3 separate regions of the Pan troglodytes genome follow, and regions 2 and 3 are each linked to region 1. Evidence: chromatin contacts called from public Hi-C and HiChIP or PLAC-seq data. All regions are on one chromosome and are shown on one strand. The core of a region is the stretch at or near the end of the contact, and the rest is flanking DNA. Distances in the headings are between cores, read along the strand shown.

Region 1 (4,465 bases), core at 719-3,218:
TGGAGAGGGGGTTCCCACTGAAGTCCGCGATCTCCAGAGCCTTGCAGAACTTGATGCTCTCCGGGATCTCAGGGATATCTGTCACAGAGGGTCACAGAGGACAGATGCCATGGCCTGCAGGACGTCTGCAGCCCCAGCGGACACTCCCCAGACCCCACCCAGCCCCTGCCCAGGCTCCCCACCGTTCCGGGACACGTCCAGCTCCACCAGCTGCATGAAGTTGGCCACCTCGGGAGGCAACCGCTGGATCTCGTTGTCGCTCAGGCCCAGCTTGCGCAAGTTCAGCAGCCGGAAAAAAGGCTGTGGGCAGGGAGGACACGGACTCTGTGGCAGAGACCACTCCAGAGCAGAGAAGAGCTCCTGGACACGTGAGTGTCACAAGTCAAGGGTCCCTAGGCCTCTGTCTGCTCCAGGTCACACCGGGTCCTGGGGTCTAACCACGACACCCCATTTGTGGCAAAAAAAGGAAAGAAACACACGGTGCACACGCCCACTGTGGCTGCCTCCCTCTACTCTTCACACCAGCCTCCACTCTGAGAAGACACCTGCTGGCGACCAGACAAAGCCCCAATTCTCTGCTCTGTGTCTTACCTCAGGGCCCACCCAGCCCCTGAACCACTTCTGCCACCCTCCAGGGGCCCACACTGGCCTCTGCTACTGCATCCCGACAACAAGCCTGGCCTGGTTCTGCAGCAAGAACTCAGTAAACGCTCCCCACAATAACACAGTACCACAGGCACAGTGCTATGCGCGAGGCCTGCAGGTGGCCACAGAGGACCGAGCTGTCACTGCCACGGCCAGAACAGGGTCACATTCTTTGGGACACCCAACCCCTAGGTACTAATCACCCAGCACCGCATCTCCAGAAAAGAGATACTTTTTAATCTGCTTTCTCCAGCCTCCTTTCTTGTAGCAGCCTTAGGAGAGCACCTGACCACGAGAAGCAAGGGCAAAGAAAGGGGGACAGCGAACAGATCCGAGAGCAAAGAGTACATCCAAAGGGCTCCCCCACTCACCCCTGCACCCAGCAAAAAAGGAGAGGAGGTCGGGACCCCACCTCCAGAGCGGCCCAAGAAGCTAGTACTCATCAGCCACCTGAATCCAAGTTCCACCCTAACCCCATCCACCTCCCTGAATCCCCACGGGTTTCACTCTGAGGCTCCGCCTCCAGGCTCGGTGACAATCGCTATCCCCAGGCAAGCACCTGATGACCGCTGCCACCTGCGCCAGCCAGGGCGGCTGGGAGAGAAGGGTGGGGCTGGCTGGGGTGGGGACCTGGCCAGTGCAAACCAGAAGGGCCGGCTGGAGGCTGCGGTGGCTCGCCCGGGCAGATTCTGCCGCCGGAGGAATCAAGGGCTGGGGGCGCGCCTTTGGGCTGCAGGTGCGGGCGGCCGCTCACCTTGGGCAGCTCGCGCAGCTGGTTGGCGTCGAGCAGCAGCTCCTCCAGGCTGCGGCTGTAGCGGTAGATCTCCTCCGGCACGGCCTGCAGCGAACAGTGCCGCTTGTCCACCGACTCCACGTGCCGGTTGCAGCGCCACAGCGGGATGCACTTGAGCATGGTGCGGGTGGGCGGCGCGGGCTCCGGCGGCGGCGCTCGGCGGGCTCGGGGCCGGGGGGCGGGGCTCAGTCCGCATGGGCGCCGCGCATGGGGAGGGGGCGCAGGCAGGGGGCGGGCCGCCCGAGACTGGACGGGGACGCGGCCGCGGCCGGCGCTGGGCCCGGCCCGCGCTCGGAACGCGCGGAACGCTCGGACTGCGGGCCTGGGCAGGGGGCGCGGCCCGGCGGGTCTCAGACTCTTAGGAAGCGCGGGGAGCGGCGGCGGCGGCGGCTCCGCATCCCGCTTGGTCCTGCTCAGCTCGTCCCGCCCGCTCGTCCGCCCGCTGTGCCGCACCGGAACCGCCGCTGCCCGCCGGACTGCCCCGCCGACACCCACCCGGCCGCCGCGCAGCCCGTCGGGAAGCCGAGTCCGGCCCTCGCCGCCTAACACGCCCGGACTGCGGCCCCCAGAAGGCCCCGCGCGCCGCCGCCTCTGAGGACCCGTAGCGGCACCGCGCAAAGCGTGCCGGGAAGCCGGGCCCGCCCCGCGCGCGGGATATTGGGAGCTGCAATCCACGACAGGCGGCGCCCTCCGCCCTCCGGTCTTCAGCCCGGCCCCTGGCCCCGCGGCATTTGGCCACGAATCTTAACGCACAGCCTCCTCCCGGGAAGCGACTATGCCCGCCCGCCCGCCTTGGACGGCCGGCTCTGCGGCACAAAAGCACTGGCAGCGCGCGCTCTCCAGCGGGTCGCGGTGTCCCGGCGCCCAGCCTTCTCTCAGCACCACCCTGCGGGGACGGCTGCGAGCCCGCGCCCGAGAGCCTGGCGCCCCAGGCAGCCCCGCCCACCCAGCCGCCGCCACCCGCGGGACGGGGCCCCGGGCGCCAACCCCCTGCCCAGGTCTCGCCCACGGCGGGCCCCTCCTGCCAACAGGAAGCAGGTCCAGAGACCCCCCCAACCCTGCCTCCTCGCCCTAGACCCCCTAAGGACACACGCCCAGGATCGGTGACAGGACCGACGGCAGACACATGGACGTTCAGGGCCAGCAGCATCCGCACCTTTATCCGCACCGTAGGCTGGGCTGGGCAGAGCGCGCCTGGCCCCGGGGACACCACTGTATCACTATAAAACCCAGAGGAAACAAGGAACAAGTGCAAGTCCGGGGAGAGGGACCACTGTCACGCAGAGAGGTCACTGTTATCAAAACGCTCCTGGTCGTACACTTCAGCCACCACCTTGCGGCCAGCAAACCAGCGGCCATTGAGGGCCTGGATGGCCTTATGAGTCTCGGAGGCTATGGAAAACTCCACAAAGATCTTGACAATGATTTCCGCATCCTCCTCCTCGCCTTGTTTCTCTTGGTAGATGATGACGCGGTTCACGGCCCCGAACTTGCCACACTCCTCTGTCACCTCCCCTTCCAGGTCATCATCGATGTCCTTGGGGTCCACCATGTTGCGCAGAACCATCACTGTAGACTGTGGGGGCAGGGCCGAGGGGAAGACAGCTGAGCACTGCGGCCCCGCCCCCCTACCCTCCCCCCCGCCACCACCCTGCCCCTCTGCCTACCTCCTGCTTGCGGAGCAGCTTCTGCATCACCATGTGGCGGGCGCTACTGCCCGAGATGCTCATGTGCTCCTGCTCGCTCAGCATCTCTGGCCGCTCTGACTCGGGAAACAGCTCCTCTTCTTCCTTCTCCTTCTTGGGCTCCAGGAGACCCAGCGTTGGAGGGCTGGCCAGGATGGGGTTCACCACTCCCACCGAGGGGATGGTGACCGGGATAGGAGGACGGGCTGGGGTCACACCTGCAGGAAAACCAACCAGGTCCATCAGTCACTCCCTACCACCCCCCTTCCCAGAAAGGCACAGAGCTGGCCTGCCCTGGGCTCAGAGGGTTGTGCCCAGACCACCAGGGCCAGGCAGCTGAGGGCAGCGAGCCTAGAGATGCCAGGACAGGAGAGGAGAGGATCTGGTACCACTTAAGACTCACCTGTGATGACTCCAGGTGCCTGGGCAGCCATGACAGCCTGGGGCAAAGTGCCCAGGGGCTGGGCCAGGGTCAATGCTGGGGACACCAGTCCAGGTGTGCCCAGGGTACCCAGCACCGCTGCTCCGGCCACTGCTTCCTGCAACCCAAAAGGTCACTGTGCTCAGTCCCTGGTCTGGCTACTCAAGACCACCTTGAATCAGTCTCCAAGGAATCAGGGGCCAGCCCGCCCACCCTCGAGCCGACACAGCTGTGTGGGCCCTCACCTGAGCTGTGATCTTGGCAGTGGCTGCAGCAGCTGCCACAGCAGCGGCAGGTGGGAGGCCTCCAGGCGTGGCTGGTGTGAGTAGGGGCATGGGCGGTGTGACAGCCTTGCCCACCCGCAAGTACTGGCCACCCAGGTCAAAGAGGTTCATGGAAGACACAGCATCTTGGGACGACTGGGCCTTCTCGTACTCTGTGGGCAGGAGCAGCAGTGAGCAGGGCCAGCCCCAGCCTCAGGTGGCCCCCATCCCGCCTCAGCCACCCCAGCTCACCAATGAAGCCGTAGCCCTTGTGCTTGCCAGTTGTGGGGTCCCGGGCCAGTGTGCAGGACTTGATCTTGCCAAAGGCCTCAAACACGCTCTTGATGTCATCGTCTGAGAGGTCCTGGTGCACAGAGGCCACGTAGATGCGGTTGAAGGCCCGTGCCTCCTCAGCCAACTGGTCTATGATGGGCTGGGCCTGCCCTATGTTGCTGGGTCTGCCCACCTGGGGAAGAGGCGGTGAGATGGAAAGACCGGTCAACCCAGGCCCGGCCACAAAAGGCTTCCGTGGAGGGGCAGCCCTGCACGCCTGCGGGATCGAGGCCTTGGCTCCCTGCCTCACCTTGATGTTCCTGCCCCCCAGCATCACCGAGTTCATCTGCTCCAAGGCCAGCTGTGCAGCTTCGGGGACCTCATA
Region 2 (4,465 bases), core at 1,405-3,904, 230 kb before region 1:
ATTTTTGCGTTTTTTTTGAGACGGAGTCTCACTCTGTCACCAGGCTGGAGTGCAGTGGTACGATCTCAGCTCACTGCAACTTCCACCTCCCGGGTCCAAGCAATTCTCCTACCTCAGCCTCCCAAGTAGCTGGGATTACAGGCGTCTGCCACCACACCTGGCTAATTTTTTTTCATATTTTTAGTAGAGATGGGGTTTCACCATGTTTGCCAGGCTGGTCTCGAACTCCTGACCTCAGGTGATCTGCCTGCCTTGGCCTCCCACAGTGCTGGGATTACAGACATGAGCCATGCGCCCGGCCTAATTTTCGTATTTTTAGTAGAGACGGGGTTTCACCATGTTGGCCAGGATGGTCTCGATATCCTGACCTCATGATCTGCCTGCCTCGGCCTCCCAAAGTGCTGGGATCACCAGCATGAGCCACCACGCCCAGCCGCCTTTGGTCTTTTTAAGAGAAAAAAACTCCACAGTTCCACATTCCCACTCAGCCACTTTCCTGTCTGACCCCTGGATATTCCAGCCCCACTGGGAAAAGCCAGCCTGTCCTGCATATCTCAGAGCACTCACTGTAGCTACCCAACCCACCCTGCCCCAGGCCAAGCCCCGCCCCAACCACGTCTTTTCTTAAATGCCACTGCAGGCCAGCTCCATGGCCAGCCCTGCTTGAGGGGTTCTGGCCGACCTGCCTGCCCGGCGCAGCCCCCGTGCCTCCTGGGTGACTCCAGCACTGCACAGGCTTTCCGGAACCCCAGACAATACCCACGCCACACCTCACACGGCACCCTTGGCTGTCAGCGAGGTGGGAGAGCTGGAGACCTGTGGCAGGCTCCTACACTAGCACTTAGCATAACTCACTGCCACCAGCTTCCAACACGCTGATGTCACCTTAACACACTGGCACAGGATGATGACCCACAAATCCTCAATGCCACATTTCCTGTCCTCAGCCCCCAGAAGGCTGACGCCAGTGCACGGCACAGCCCAGGTACTCTTTGTCCATCATCAAGCACGTGTGCCCACCTGTGCTAAACCTTGCAGCCTCACCCAGCAACCCGGGAGCAAAGCCCAGAGGGCCTAGTCCTCCAGAGGGGGCGGGAGGCAGCGGGGGCTCTGTCGGCTGGGCGCTCACTCTGCCAGCACTGACTGCGTGTGAACCCTGCAGCAGCCCAGGGGAGATGCTGCTGTCTCACAGGATTGGCACTGCGCCCAGAAAGCCTCTACAGAGGCAGGTCTAGGAGCCTGGCTGGGCCTGAGGCATGGGGTGAGAAGGCGAAGGTGAGCGTCTACTTCCTCAGAGGACGCTCGGGGGCTCCTTCCACACCTGCCCAGCACCTCAGCTGCATCCCCCACCCCCAGAACGGGGCTGGGCACACACGGGCTCCGGAAGTAACCAACTGCCTGCGAGCCAGCTGCTTAAGGCTCATGGGGTCCAGATGACGGGGTGGGCGGAGCTGTAGAAGGAGGCTGCTCAGGTGAGATGGCCTGGCCTGCCTCCCTGGGAGGTGAGCCGCAGGCAGTGTCAACTTAAGAAGCACCCGCCCTGTCGGGCAGGGACAACCCCAAGTTTAGCTACACAGTTCTTCTGCTGCCAGGCGGTCCTTCATTCTGGAAACCAATCCTGACGTCTCATCAGGTCCCCAACCCACTCCGCCCCCTTTGCCTTCTTCCTTCCACTTAAAGCCTCTGAAAGTACTACTTCTTAGCAACAGCATCCCCGCCCCCTTCAGAGACTGCCCGACCACCCTATCCAAATCAAGAGACAGAAATTTTGACCCAGTCACAGTACAGGCTTATTCCTTTCCGTGCTCACTAGCGTCTAAGTTCCAAAAGTGTTGCGTCCGTGCCTATCCCCTCCGTGCTCAGCTGATGCGTGCAGTAACTGGTGCTTGATAAACACGTGGTGTACGAAGGTCTGCAGGCCAGAGGCACAGCTGGGGCAGATGTCTGGTCTCCCACGGAGACGGCAGCAAACACAGGCCTTAGGCCCCAGCAGCCTGGCCGAGGGGCTTCCACGACCGGGATGCACCGTGAGCCAGTGCTCCCGGCGCCCCCGTCCCGCGGACGCCCTCCAGGCCGGCCACGTGGCCTCCGTCGCCCCGCCTCTCTGCGCTCGCCCCAAGTGCCGCACTTGGCCCACGGCCCCTAAGCCCGCGCTGGCGCACTTGTGCCTCAGTCCCTAACGGCGCGAGCTTCTGGCGCAGCCCGGGCCGCCCGCCCTCCCGGCCCCTCGGGCGTCTCTGTCGCGCCCGACTCCTTCCGGCGGGGGCCGCGGTACTCACACGCCAGCCAAGGACGCGGCGACCAAGGAGGAGGAATCGGCGGACGCGGGAAGACTGATGAAAGGGAGGGCCGCCCGGGCCGCGCACGGGAAATGAAGCACTGGGCTCTACCAAGAGCCACGGGCCGGGGGCCCGGGGGGGGACGCGACCCCTGCACATGCCCCGCCTGGCCGCCAGGGCCCTCGACGCGCCGTGCCCCGACACTTCAAAGGCAGAATTCCGTTGGAGATGACCGCGGAGGCCGCTCTTCCCCGGAGGAGTCTGCACAAGTGCTGGGAACGGGCGGCAGCGCGCGCGCCCCCCCTGCGCTTCGCGGCCAGTGGTGTCGCCGGTGGGGGCGGGTCCGGCAGCCGGCAAGGGCCGAGTGACGCACGAGGCGGCCAGCGCGCAGGCGCGGGGCGGGGCCGGGCCGGGCTAGGTCAGCGCGCGTGCGCCCGCCACGCTGCGGGACAAAGGGGAGGGACCCGCGCGGCCCCGCCCCCGAGTGCCCCGCCCCGAGCGGCTGGGCGTGTGGCTCCCGCGACCCGCGCGGCCCGGGTCCCCCAGCCGCAGCCATGTACCCCGCGGGCCCCCCGGCCGGCCCGGTACCGCGCCGCGGCCGCCGTCCCCTGCCCGGGCCCCCCGCGCCCGCCCCAGCCCCCGTCCCCGCTGCACGGCCGCCGCCCCCCGCGCCCGGGCCGCGGCCCCGCGTGGCCGTGAAGATGGCCTTCCGCAAGGCCTACTCCATCAAGGACAAGCTGCAGGCCATCGAGCGCGTCAAGGGCGGCGAGCGGCAGGCCAGTGTGTGCCGCGACTTCGGCGTGCCGGGCGGGACGCTGCGCGGCTGGCTTAAGGACGAGCCCAAGCTGCGCTGGTTCCTGGAGCAGCTGGGCGGTGAGGTGGGTACTCAGCGCAAGAAGATGCGGCTGGCCAACGAGGAGGAGATCGACCGCGCCGTGTACGCCTGGTTCCTGGCGCTGCGCCAGCACGGGGTGCCGCTCTCTGGCCCGCTCATCCAGGCGCAGGCCGAGGCCTTCGCGCGCCAGATCTACGGGCCCGAGTGCACCTTCAAGGCCAGCCACGGCTGGTTCTGGCGCTGGCAGAAGCGCCACGGCATCTCCAGCCAGCGCTTCTACGGCGAGGCCGGGCCCCCAGCCCCGAGCCCCGCGCCCGGCCCGCCCGTCAAGGAGGAGCCCGCGCTGCCCTCCGGTGCCGGCCCCCTGCCCGACCGCGCCCCGGCCCCGCCGCCCCCGGCCGAGGGCGGCTACGGGGACGAGCAGATTTACAGCGCCAGCGTCACCGGCCTCTACTGGAAGCTGCTTCCGGAGCAGGCTGCGCCCCCGGGCGCAGGGGACCCCGGGGCGGGGGGCTGTGGCCGGCGCTGGCGGGGCGACCGCGTAACGGTGCTGCTGGCCGCAAACCTGACCGGCAGCCACAAGCTGAAGCCGCTGGTCATCGGGCGGCTGCCGGACCCGCCCAGCCTGCGCCACCACAACCAGGACAAGTTCCCGGCCTCCTACCGCTACAGCCCCGACGCCTGGCTCAGCCGCCCGCTGCTGCGGGGCTGGTTCTTTGAGGAATTTGTCCCAGGCGTCAAACGCTACCTGCGCCGAAGCTGCCTGCAGCAGAAGGCCGTGCTGCTGGTGGCCCACCCGCCCTGCCCAAGCCCAGCTGCCAGTATGCCCGCCCTGGAGGACAGCGAGGATGCCCCCGTGCGGTGCAGGCCGGAGCCCCTCGGTCCCCCGGAGGAGCTGCAGACACCGGATGGCGCTGTGCGGGTGCTGTTCCTGTCCAAAGGCAGCAGCCGGGCACATATCCCCGCACCGCTGGAGCAGGGTGTGGTGGCCGCCTTCAAACAGCTGTACAAGCGCGAGCTGCTGCGACTGGCTGTGTCCTGCGCCAGCGGCTCCCCGCTGGACTTCATGCGCAGCTTCATGCTCAAGGACATGCTCTACCTGGCTGGCCTCTCCTGGGACCTGGTGCAGGCGGGCAGCATTGAGCGCTGCTGGCTGCTGGGCCTGCGGGCCGCCTTCGAGCCCCGGCCCGGCGAGGACAGTGCTGGGCAGCCGGCCCAGGCCGAGGAAGCCGCCGAGCACAGCAGGGTGCTCAGCGACCTCACCCACCTGGCGGCTCTGGCCTACAAGTGCCTGGCTCCGGAGGAGGTTGCGGAGTGGCTGCACCTGGACGATGATGGGGGTCCGCCCGAG
Region 3 (4,465 bases), core at 740-3,239, 210 kb before region 1:
TGACTGGTGGGGCCAACCCTCCGGAACACAGCTAGCCGCGGCAGGGCCCTTACACCACGCCCCCTTCCCCCAGACACAGGCAGCAGATGCACAGAGCGCTGTTCACACCCCTGCACCCCGGAGTGTGTGGTGGGCCCGGCTCAGGGGAGCTGGGCCAGCACAGTCCTGGGAGCCAGAGGCTCCAGAGGCCCTGGGGACTCAGGGGGCAGGAACCAGCTCCCAGTCCCACATGGCCGCTGGCTCTTTTCAGCCTCCCAATGCTGCAAGTCAGCTCCACAGCTTTGCCTACTGGGCCAAGTGCCTCCAGGCCCCCCTGCATGGCCCTTTGTCCACAGCACCAAGTGTGACTGACTGGGGATCTCTCAGGGGCTGCCCCCACCAGGCTGTGCCAAGCCCTGATCCTCAGGGACTTCCTGGGGTGGGAATGTGGGCCTGTGAGAGTGGGAAGCCCGCCAGGAAGTTCCCAGAACCTGGGATCCTGGTTTCCAGTGCTTGCTGGGGCCACCCTCACTTACCCAGAAGTCCAAATTGTATTTGATATTCCGGAACAGGCCCCCCACCATTGCAGCAAGATGGATGACGTGTGTGGGTTGGACCTTCTCAAACAGGGCGCGGGTCTGTGCTGTATCCCTGTAGGAAGCCAGGCTGTCAGGAGGCTCTGGAGGGAACCAGCACCCCAGGGTTGGGTGCCAAGTGCAGGAATTGGGTGGGACTATGGCAGGAGGGACAGTCAAAAGGGAGGGTGGCCCCAGGGCCTGGCTGATATGAGGGTGCAGGCTTCTGGGAAGAGATGGGAGGGTGTTTGTTGGTCCAGGAACACAGCCAAGCACACCCAGGCCAGGCCAGCCACCTGGCAGGAAGGACCCAGACACACAGCTACTGTTAGACTCAGGAACAGGCCCAGCCTGGAACTCTTAGTTCTAGGGTGCGGGGTAGGATGGAGAGGAAGGGCTGATCTGGGGATGGGCTCACTCACGTGAGATCGGCGTCTTTAGAGGAGACAAACACCCAGTCCTCTCCAGGAAGTCCAGCTCCATCTGCTATCACCTTCTGGATGGCTTTGCCTACCAGCCCAGAGCCCCCTGTCACTAGAATCCGCATGGACCCCTGGGGTTCACCCATGTCAGTTGTACCTGTAGTGTCAAATAGTGGGAGGCTGAGGTCATCACGCTCTCATCCTTTGGAGCCCCACTCTTCTGTGGCAACTGGCACAGAGTGAGGCCCTCAGAGTGGGGCATAGTCCACTGGCAACCAGAAAGACCCAGCTGGACCGAGGCACTCCCTCGTCGCAGCCCTGTTCCCCTGGGAGCTCTCAGTCTACAGCGCCGCAGGGGTCCTGAGCTACCACCCAGCCCAGAGCAGCTGGTCCCAACCCACGACTCCCCACTAGGCCGAGAAGAGGTACATTCTACTCCCCTCTGACTGACAAGAGGGGAGGCAGACAACCTTGGGACTGGGGCTCCTGGCGCAGGTCGTTAACACGGTTCGCAGCTAAAGCCCGCATGCTAGGGACAGGCACGAGACGGCGCCTGTGTGCAGCCCACGCCCACTCGAGGCTGGCTGGTCCTGGAGAGCCCTGGCGAGCCAGATTCCTCCAGGGCAGGACAGGCCTCGGGGCGCAGCCACCCTCAAGGATCCTATCCTGGGAGGCGGAAACCTGCTCGGGCTCCCCGGCAGGGCCCCAAGGCCAGCCCTTAGGGGAGGGGGCCCTGCGCAGGCGTCGCGCGGCTCCCAAGCACGCGGGGAGACCTCACCGCAGCCAGACCCCCTACCACAGCCTCAGGCTGCCCCCATGCCCCTCGATCCCAGACCCCCACAGCGTTTCCTGACTCTCACGGAGCATCCAGGGCCCAGGGCGCGGCTGAGTCCGGTGCCACCTCACCTGCGTCCAGCCCCACCGCCGGCTCCCCGACAGCGGCTTCCGGCCGGGTGCGCTCCGGCTGCCCGCGGCGCCAGGTGGGGGGCGGGGCCGGGAGGCTGGGGCGGGGCACTCTGGGAAATGGAGTCCCGGGGGCGCGCAGCGTCCCGGGCACAGCTGGGACTTGGAGTCCGCGGCCGCAAAGCCGCCTGGGAAGCGCAGTCTCGTCCGCCGGCCGCGCGCGGGCGGGTCCCCGGACGAGGTCCCGGGCCGCAACCTCTTTAGCCCGCGGGGCGCTGGGCCCAGGCCCTGCTTGGGACGGCGGGAGGACACGAGACGAGGGCCGGCAGGCAGCGCCGCGCGGGCTGCCCGCGGCGTCGGAAGGAGCCTCGCAGGCGCTGGGGCCAGGCCGGCTCACGCTGCGGCGTCTCCCTCGGCTCTCCTTCCCTCCCGGGGTTCCGCCCCCGAATACGCAGACCTCGCGCCGCAGCCTCTTGGATTCCGGCCGCGATGAGGAGCCCGGGTTGTCGTCCCAAGCACTTGCACTGTCACCCGCGCCGACGGGGACGCCCAGGCTCGGGCAGCAAGCAGCAAACAACACCAGAGTTACGGCGAATCACGTTGGGTGACTGTGGGTGACAGCGGGTCACGGCGGGTTAAGAAGGATCACATCGGATCACGATGGCTCACGGCGAGTCAAGGAGGGTCGCAGCGGCTCACAGTGGGTCCCACGGTCGCGCTGCGAGCCTCCAGCTGCTCCTGCCCTCAGCTCAGAGCCCAGTCCTGCTGCCTGGGACGGGAGGGGGTGGCAGCGCGGCCCTGACATCGAGAGGCCACCGTCAACGTCTTCCATCGAAAGGCGTTTAAAAGCAGTCGCGGCCATGCGCGGTGGCTCAGGCCTGTAATCCCAGCACTTTGGGAGGCCGAGGCGGGCGGATCATTTGAGGTCAGGAGTTCGAGACCAGCCTGGCAAAACATGGTGAAATCCCGTATCTAATAAAAATGAAAAATTAGTCGGGGGTAGTTGCGCGCGCCTGTAATCCCAGCTACTTGGGAGGCTGAGGCAGGAGAATCGCTTGACCCCGGGAGGCGGAGGTTGCAGTGAGCCCAGATGGCGCCACCGCACCCCAGCCTGGACGACAGAGCGAGACTCCATCTCAAATAAATAAAAACAGTCACTCAGGCTGACAAGGGTAAGGGAAATGTGGTCCGCCCCCGCCACCTTAACATCTTGCTATGAAAGGACGTTTCATGATGATAACGTTTAAAGACATCCGTAAGGCGATGGCTTTTATCTGACTGGAAGTTAGCAAAACATTAGAGATGACTGAAGTGAGTCGCTGCTGGGTATGTCCACCTGCTCTGGTGATGGGCAGGCAGCGTTGCTTAATAAAGATTTCACAATTTTAGGCCGGGCGTGGTGGCTCAGGCCTGTAATCCCAGCACTTTGGGAGGCTGAGGCAGGCGGATCACGAGGTCAGGAGATCGAGACCATCCTGGCTAACACGGTGAAACCCTGTCTCTACTAAAAAAAAAACACAAAAAATTAGCCGGGCGTGGTGGCGGGCGCCTGTAGTCCCAGCTACTCCGGAGGCTGAGGCAGGAGAATGGCCTGAACCCGGGAGGCAGCGCTTGCAGTGAGCCGAGGTTGCGCCACTGCACTCCAGCCTGGGCGACAGAGCGAGACTCCATCTCAAAAAAAATAAAAAATAAAATAAAAAATAAAGACTTCACAGTTTCTAAATTGTTATATATTTCTTCCATAAAAATTTAGTTTTCTTCATTTCAGCGGTTACTAATTATGATATTAAAGTCACATAATTTGTATTCTATTGACCATAGTGTCAAACTACACAATCTTTCTTAAGTCATTGTACTTCTTTTTTGTTTTCAAAGATGGAGTCTTGCTGTGTTGCCCAGGCTGGTCTGAAATTCCTGTCCTGATCACTCGAATTCAAGCATTCCTCCTGCCTTGGCCTCCCAAACCTCTGAGATTACAGGCATCAGCCACTGCACTCAGCTTGTACTCTTCTTTTTAAAAATTGGTTCAGCTGGATGTGATGGCTCACGCCTGTAATCCCAGCACTTTGGGAGGCCGAGGTGGGCGGATCACCTGAGGTCGGGAGTTCGAGACCAGCCTGACCAACATGGAGAAACCCCGTCTCTACTAAAAATACAAAATTAGCTGGGTGTGGTGGCTCATGCCTGTAATTCCAGCTACTCGGGAGGCTGAGGCAGGAGAATCGCTTGAACTAGGGAGGCAGAGGTGACTGCGCTGAGATCGTGCCATTGCATTCCAGCTGGGTGACAGAGCAAGACTCCGTCTCAAAAAAAAAAAAAAAAAAGATTCAATTTGGAGACTTTTTTCTGTTGAGGCAGTAGAAACTGAAATTATCAAAGAAATCCAAAATTTCTTTTTTTGGTTTTTTTTTAGATGGAGTCTCGCTCTCTCGCCCAGGCTAGAGTACAGTGGCGTGATCTCAGTTCACTGCAACCTCTGCCTCCCAGATTCAAGCAATTCTCATGCCTCAGCCTCCCGAGTAGCTGGGACAACAGGTGTGTGCCACCACGCCCAGCTAATTTTTGTATTTTCAGTAGAGACGGGGT

The links. A called contact is a pair of places that touch in the nucleus more often than the background predicts. HiChIP or PLAC-seq counts read pairs in DNA pulled down with a chosen protein or histone mark.
Region 2: a contact with region 1 is called in an H3K4me3 HiChIP or PLAC-seq map of stem cell-derived excitatory neurons, with 2.1 times the contacts expected there. The contact joins the promoter of EEF1D here to the promoter of SCRIB in region 1. A contact is called at or near these places in 2 of 7 Hi-C or Micro-C datasets (induced pluripotent stem cells and stem cell-derived neural progenitor cells) and 1 of 1 datasets of contacts at active chromatin or transcription factors (stem cell-derived excitatory neurons).
Region 3: a Hi-C map of stem cell-derived neural progenitor cells shows a contact between it and region 1, with 2.9 times the contacts expected there. The contact joins the promoter of GFUS here to the promoter of SCRIB in region 1. A contact is called at or near these places in 1 of 7 Hi-C or Micro-C datasets (stem cell-derived neural progenitor cells) and 1 of 1 datasets of contacts at active chromatin or transcription factors (stem cell-derived excitatory neurons).

The regions. Positions count from the first base shown.
Region 1 is chr7:154,180,439-154,184,903 of NHGRI_mPanTro3-v2.0_pri, forward strand. It overlaps SCRIB (scribble planar cell polarity protein), which reads right to left and starts at 1,969. Exons shown (of 36, transcript XM_054657567.1): 1 at 1,400-1,969; 2 at 183-300; 3 at 1-78. The coding sequence starts at 1,558. It overlaps PUF60 (poly(U) binding splicing factor 60), which reads right to left. Exons shown (of 9, transcript XM_054657572.2): 4 at 4,391-4,465; 5 at 4,060-4,273; 6 at 3,790-3,980; 7 at 3,527-3,662; 8 at 3,106-3,341; 9 at 2,572-3,014. The coding sequence ends at 2,715.
Region 2 is chr7:153,949,885-153,954,349 of NHGRI_mPanTro3-v2.0_pri, forward strand. It overlaps EEF1D (eukaryotic translation elongation factor 1 delta), which reads right to left and starts at 2,655. Exons shown (of 8, transcript XM_016959994.3): 1 at 2,280-2,655. It overlaps TIGD5 (tigger transposable element derived 5), which reads left to right and starts at 2,676. Exons shown (of 1, transcript XM_016960004.4): 1 at 2,676-4,465. The coding sequence starts at 2,834.
Region 3 is chr7:153,970,435-153,974,899 of NHGRI_mPanTro3-v2.0_pri, forward strand. It overlaps GFUS (GDP-L-fucose synthase), which reads right to left and starts at 1,990. Exons shown (of 11, transcript XM_520000.8): 1 at 1,883-1,990; 2 at 977-1,133; 3 at 516-630. The coding sequence starts at 1,122.